2 separate regions of the Gossypium hirsutum genome follow, and region 1 is linked to region 2. The links are chromatin contacts, called in public Hi-C maps. All regions are on one chromosome and are shown on one strand. Each heading gives the region's core, a stretch centred on a gene start, on an enhancer-like site or on the middle of the called end of the contact. The rest is flanking DNA. Distances are from core to core; before and after follow the strand shown.

Evidence for each region. A called contact is a pair of places that touch in the nucleus more often than the background predicts.
Region 1: a contact with region 2 is called in a Hi-C map of leaf, with 2.5 times the contacts expected there. The contact joins the promoter of LOC107954934 here to the promoter of LOC107954738 in region 2. A contact is called at or near these places in 9 of 34 Hi-C or Micro-C datasets (anther, callus, hypocotyl and 1 more).

What each region holds. Positions count from the first base shown.
Region 1 is chrD07:36,236,678-36,239,805 of Gossypium_hirsutum_v2.1, reverse strand. LOC107954934 (WRKY transcription factor 1) reads left to right here and starts at 1,838. Exons shown (of 5, transcript XM_016890628.2): 1 at 1,838-2,140; 2 at 2,875-3,128. The coding sequence starts at 2,875.
Region 2 is chrD07:36,003,491-36,006,638 of Gossypium_hirsutum_v2.1, reverse strand. LOC107954738 (histidine kinase 2) reads right to left here and starts at 1,847. Exons shown (of 15, transcript XM_041096574.1): 1 at 575-1,847. The coding sequence starts at 970.

The sequences.
Region 1 (3,128 bases), core at 589-3,088, 230 kb before region 2:
GCATGGACTCGTTTTGGACAGCTTCAATGGATGCCTCTGTTTCTTCGAGATTGTGAGCTTAGACTAGTTTGCCTTATTCAAACTTGTCATGATTGTTGTGGCCATGTTCATGTGGTTGATGCAGGGATAAAATGATTCCCGAGCAACCAGATTTCATTTTAGATACCATTGTGATATAATCGATTGGAGTAGGATTTGTGGCTTTGACTGGACAACCTCTACTACCCTTACCCTTTATAAAAAAAAAAAACAAACTATTGTTACACGTATGTATATATACATGTGTGTGTTTTTTTACTCGGGCGACGAAAGAAGTTGTATGTATTAATTTAAATATATTATATTTTATGTTAAAATTTAAATACATAATTAAAATTTGAAATTGTTTAAATTTGAAAAATTAAAAGATACATAAATTAAAATTTAATATAATACAGGAAATTTAAATATTTAAATTTAATTTAATTTTTCAGGAATTTTTTAAATCATTTAATTATTTGTTTTGTAATATTGAAAATTAAATATTAACATATTTTAAAATTGAAAATTTTAACAATTTTCAATACCTTTTAAACAATTGAATTATTTTTTAAACATTCAAATTTATAAATTTAAATTAAATATATATGTTTAAAAAAGTTATTACACTTTTATAAATAAAATAGGAAATTTAAGAACTATTTATATTATATATATAGATAAACTTTTTAAAAACTTTCTAATATTAGAATTGACATGTTTTAAATTAGTAACGAGTATTCAAGCAATTTTCAAATATTTTTTAAACTATTAGTTTAAAAGTTTTAAAAGTTTTAGTACTAGAATTGATATGGTTTAATGTTTTTTTATTATTTTAAAAGTTTTTTCATTTTTAAACTACTATTGATTGTTGTAAATATTATTTGTACAATTTTATTTTAGACTTTTATCTAAATTTTTTATAATTTTTAAAAATGTCAATATTATGTTAAAATCTGTAAAAGAATGGTAATAAAATTTTAAATATTAGTGTAACCAATATTATTTTTCATACGTTTACCGTTAATAGATTTAAAAAAATTTAAAACATCTCAGATATAAATATTTTTCCTAATAGGATTTAAAATTTTAAAGTCTCAATTCACCAATTTTTTTATTTTTAAAGTCTCAAGTTTTTTACCTGTTCGAGCTTTTAAAAATTTCTTTTAAAATTTAAGATTTTCATATTAACACGTATAAACTTATAAAATTGTCAAATATCATAAAAATAAAATGCGAATACAAATTTTTAAAATTTTTAAATTTGTATTAATTAAAATATATTGTATAATTTTTATTTTATGATTGACATTATAAATAAATCTATAATTTTTATATATTTTTTAATTTGATATTTTTATTTGATAAAAAATAGTGTTTTAAATTATTATTATTATTTAAGGGGTATGCATATTAATTTAAGATGTTATTTTTTATCGAATAAAATATTAAATTAAAAATATATAAAATTATAAATGACTTAATTTTATTTATAATATCAATCATAAATTTAAATTTATATAAAGTTATAAAATAATTTTAATATATTTTAATTGATACATATAATTGAACATATGCATTGCTGGATAAGAAAATTAGCTCGATAATATAATAAACAAAAAATATTACATTATTTAGTTAAAAAATTTGTCTATATATTATAGACAGATAATATGGATTATAAATAAATATAAAAATATATTAATGTTAAAATTAAATAAAATAAAAAGTTATCCTTACATATTAATTCGAGCAAGCGGCATTGACTAAAATAAAGAAAAGCAAGCAATAACAGCGTCTCAAGAAAAAAAAAGGGAAAGGCAGATACATACACGAATGAGTGTTACTGCATGTATTCTATTTTTCCCCCCAACCTCTTCTTAACTTGCCTTTTCTTTCTTTCCTTTATTTTTTTAAATTATTTTATTGGGATTAGACTTTAACAACCTGAATCGCTATTTCCCCCACTCTGACTCTACTTACTTCCCCGATTTTCACTTTCCGACTCCAACCACCATCTCCGGCGTGATCTACGCCTCTCATCGACTCTTCTAATCACGCTCTTTCCGCCTGATATACGGTTAGGGTTTCTTGATGCTCTCATCCACACTTGCATAGCTAGGTAACTTTCCTTTTTTTTTTTTCTCTTTATTTCCTTCAGTTTTAACTTTCTCTCCCTCTCCCACCTAATTTATTTGTTATGGAATGAATTTAATTTCGTTTGCTGCCGTATTTCTGGGATTTTAGCTCTTAATTTGTTTCTACTCTGTGTTTGGTTGCTGAGAAACCCCGTAGTATTTGAGCGACAAAGTTTGCAAAACTATACTCATTCAATTAACTTGGAACTTTCTAATTAGTCTTATATTAAATTAACCATATCAAACCATATAAGCAAGTTGAGCAGTTTAATTTATTTTTTCAGGTGAATAAATGAAGCAACTTTCGAATTAATATTATATTAAATTAACCTCATAAATTTCATCGTTTCTTTAGTAGTTTAATTAGGAATTGTTAGTTTGGCATTCGGAATTATTTCCCGTCATGCTCTACATAAGTAAGACCGACCAAAAAAAAAAAGAAAAACAGAGAACTTGAAATGCATAAGTTTTCTGCAAAGGTTTTGGTTAATTGTGAAATTCTTAACTGAGGAAGCCCAGTCACGAGTTGATGCGATATATGATATGGTTATTCTCTAAACGTCTAAGCAATTGAATGCTAATGATTAATAAGGTGGCTAGCTGTTCTTCAGCTGGTTTTTTATTATATCTATAAAGTCATGGGCACAATGCTGTTTTAGTATATATACAAGGCCCTTTTTAATGGTAACTAAAGTGATAAAGAGGTTCTTTACTTCAGATGGTTTCTTTAGGGGAGTGTGTAACGGATGAAGTTGGTACGGATAAAGTACAGAGCCCAGATGCTGGAAGTCATGCATTGCAACAGACCTCTGATAGTAAAATTCAGTCATCACAATCTGATGAAGGGAGAGGAACCCTTGCACTTATATCAGAGGAAAATCCACTTCCTATTTCTGTGATCCATGCTTCACAGTCACAGCAACAAGGAAATGCTTACTCTATGACATCCAAGAAACAATCGCTGACTCCCTC
Region 2 (3,148 bases), core at 598-3,097:
AGGACAAATCTTCATGCAGACTCAATTATAAGCATTGCCTATGGAGAAAAGATAAAACGCATGTTTTCTCCAATGCTTGCAGCCACTATTACATAAAAGGACAGGTTTCAAAATTCAGATTAATGTAATTGCAAATGAAATGGAAAAAAAGTGAACAATGCAAAGCTTACTCCATTCAATATGTTCCAGGTTGAGGATGACTGCACTCGTTTTCAGAACCATTAATGCAATTAGACATGGAACCAAAGGAAAGGATAACAAGACAAGAAAATAGGTTATCATATCATATATCATAATACCATAATCAGATTCATGTTTGCAATTATTTCTAGTGCAACTACAATTGAAATTGGGAAAAACCAATCAACAATATTTTGAATCTGCATCATCTTCTGCAAACGGAAATTCCAATAGAACAAGACCAAATTTGACTGTATCTTGTTTATGTTGGCCAAATCAGCCTTAATGGTTCATAAACCAAAACAAGAGTCTTGTAAAAGAAACAGTTTTGTCAATATATACCAATTCCAGCTACAAACCAAACAACTTAAGCCAAAAAAAGGTGCAAATTTACCTGATCTGATTCGTAGAAGAAAGAAGCTAAAGCATGAAGCTGGTTCTTGCTAACATTGAAATGTTGGAGCAAGATTCTTGCGTTGTCTTCACAAGAAGGGGGAATTTTCTCAGTCCCCTCCGAGGGTACGCCATTGAAACTTGTCAAGAACCAAATAAACCCAACAGAAAAGAAGCCTAAAAGCCAGAGGAAGATAAGGTATCTGTTCCATTTCTTGAAAGAATTGGATCGATGCATAATCTCCTTAGCCTTTTTTAGCCTGGAATTTGCTGGCAATCTACAAGTAGAAGCGGGAAATTTGCCGTTCATAGACATCTTGACTAAAGCACATCTATGTATTTCCCCGAGGAGCCCTGAGAGCTTCACAAAATTCCCAGTTCCAGAAGAACAACTCATGAAAGTAAAACCTCCAAGGTGACCCCCAAAGATCACAAATTCCACTGCAGATTTAAACTTTCCCAAAACGAAACCCTGAATAATTCTTCACCTAACCAAGTACCATAGCTCACCACCTCACTTCTTGACAAAAAAAAAGCTCCATCTATCTACCATACCAAGAAAGCAAAGTGGTCCAAACTCCAAACTCTTTGCTTTCTCTCTTTACCATCCACTTTATAGTTCAAACACTTAAAATATTTTCCTTTTCTTTTCATTCTCCCATCAAAAACCTTACCTTGTTTTCGAAACAACACCCAAGACAGGATCAGCAACCATGCCAAAACAAAACAACCAGAACCCAACCCAGCGCTTGTTTTGGGCAACCAGTGAGGGAATCATTTAATGAAGTAAAAAATAGCCTCTCTCTTTTTTTTTCTTTCTATACCAAGCTTACTCAACCTACTCTCAAAGGCTTTAGATCAAAAGGAATCAAGACTGCAACTTTTTTATTTATTTTAAAAAAATCTAATCTTGAAACCAAAATTTTGGACTTTAACCCAGTTGGTTTGTGCGGTAACCCAACTGGAATCAATCATCAGACTTTGGATAAAGAGAGAGAGAAGATATTAACTTGTTTCTTTTTTTTTTTTTTCCTTTTTTAACACTCACTGGCCGCCCTTTCTCCCTATACTCAGTTTGGAGTCCAGCATTTGAAACTTTTTTTTTCCCTTTTTTTAACACTCACTGGCCCCCCTTTCTCCCTATACTCAGTTTGGAGTCCAGCATTTGAAACTGAGGTTTTGCGGTACATGATTATCTCATCATCTAGTGGGGAAGGTTTTCAGGCTCAAAAGCAAACAAACTCCTACATCAGAAAGCCACCCTTCCAACAACATAATTAATTAATTAAAAAAGTATTCTTCTTCCCACCCCATATTTATTACCCATTTCTTTATTACTTAATATCACATCAAGGTTTTCAACTTTTTTCACCATTTTTATATTCACTTTTCTGTACTATTTATTATTTTTTGTGTGCTTATTAGAGTCTCTCTTTTGCTTTTTGGTGAGTTGAAAGAGACCGCACCATTTCAGCGTTTAAAGATGATAGGGGTATTTTGTTTGCTTTGCTGTTGTTGTGCAGCTCGGCTCAGCTCAGATGTACGGATTCAGATACAGTATCAAAGGGAGTCAGAAAGTCAGACACTTGAAGGCTAAATATGGCTTTTCCCATTTCCCCATAGAAGCCACGCCACATAGCTTATATAGCTCAGACTTCAGTGTTTCAGACTCCACTCCTGTTTTCAATTTACATCTACTTTCTTCTTTTCTTTATAAATCTTTTTTTATTCATTGCAATTATTAAAAAATTAATCTTATACTTCAACCAAATTAAAAAAATATTTTTTAAAATTTAACCATTATCTCTATTACAATAAATTCAAACTAATTCAATCAAAAAAAAAACTAAATTAAAACTATTTGTAAACTAATGTTAAATTTATATTCTTTTAATATTATTTTTATATAAAATTTTATTTTTTATTTTGTTGCATTTCACATGGTGTCAAGTTTTCAGTTTATCTGTACTATACCATACCAATTTAATAAGTGAAATTATTTAAAAATCAATTTTAATAATTTTTTATTATTTTTATATGAAATATTCAAATAAAACAAATAAAAATTAAATATCTAAGAATTAAACTTGATACTAACAAAGGTTTATTTATAACTACTTTACCACTTAATCTATAATTTAATTATTGAATACAAAATCTAATATATATTGATTTTTTTATTGGGTTTTTGCTTTAATATGTGTTGTATTTCCTTTTATTAGAAAAATAAATGGGGCATTGCAATGGAGTCTAAATCGTTACTCACATGTCAACTTGAAATCATTTAATATTTTCTTACCAATAATTTTATTCACAAAGTAACTCCCAAAGTCAATTACTATTCTATTTCCAATATTATTATTGAATTTTTTCACTAATATTTTAATCATAGTCAATAGTTATAGTTTTTTATTATATCTTGCTATTTTTGACACAATACCTGACCCCTTCTTAATCCATAAATAGGAGGATAATGCGCTTCAACACACTCAAACTCACGTGCTCCTATATTGACAACAATACTTATGTCAATCAAATTAAGACTCAATTAACTTATTTATGATTTATTTATTAA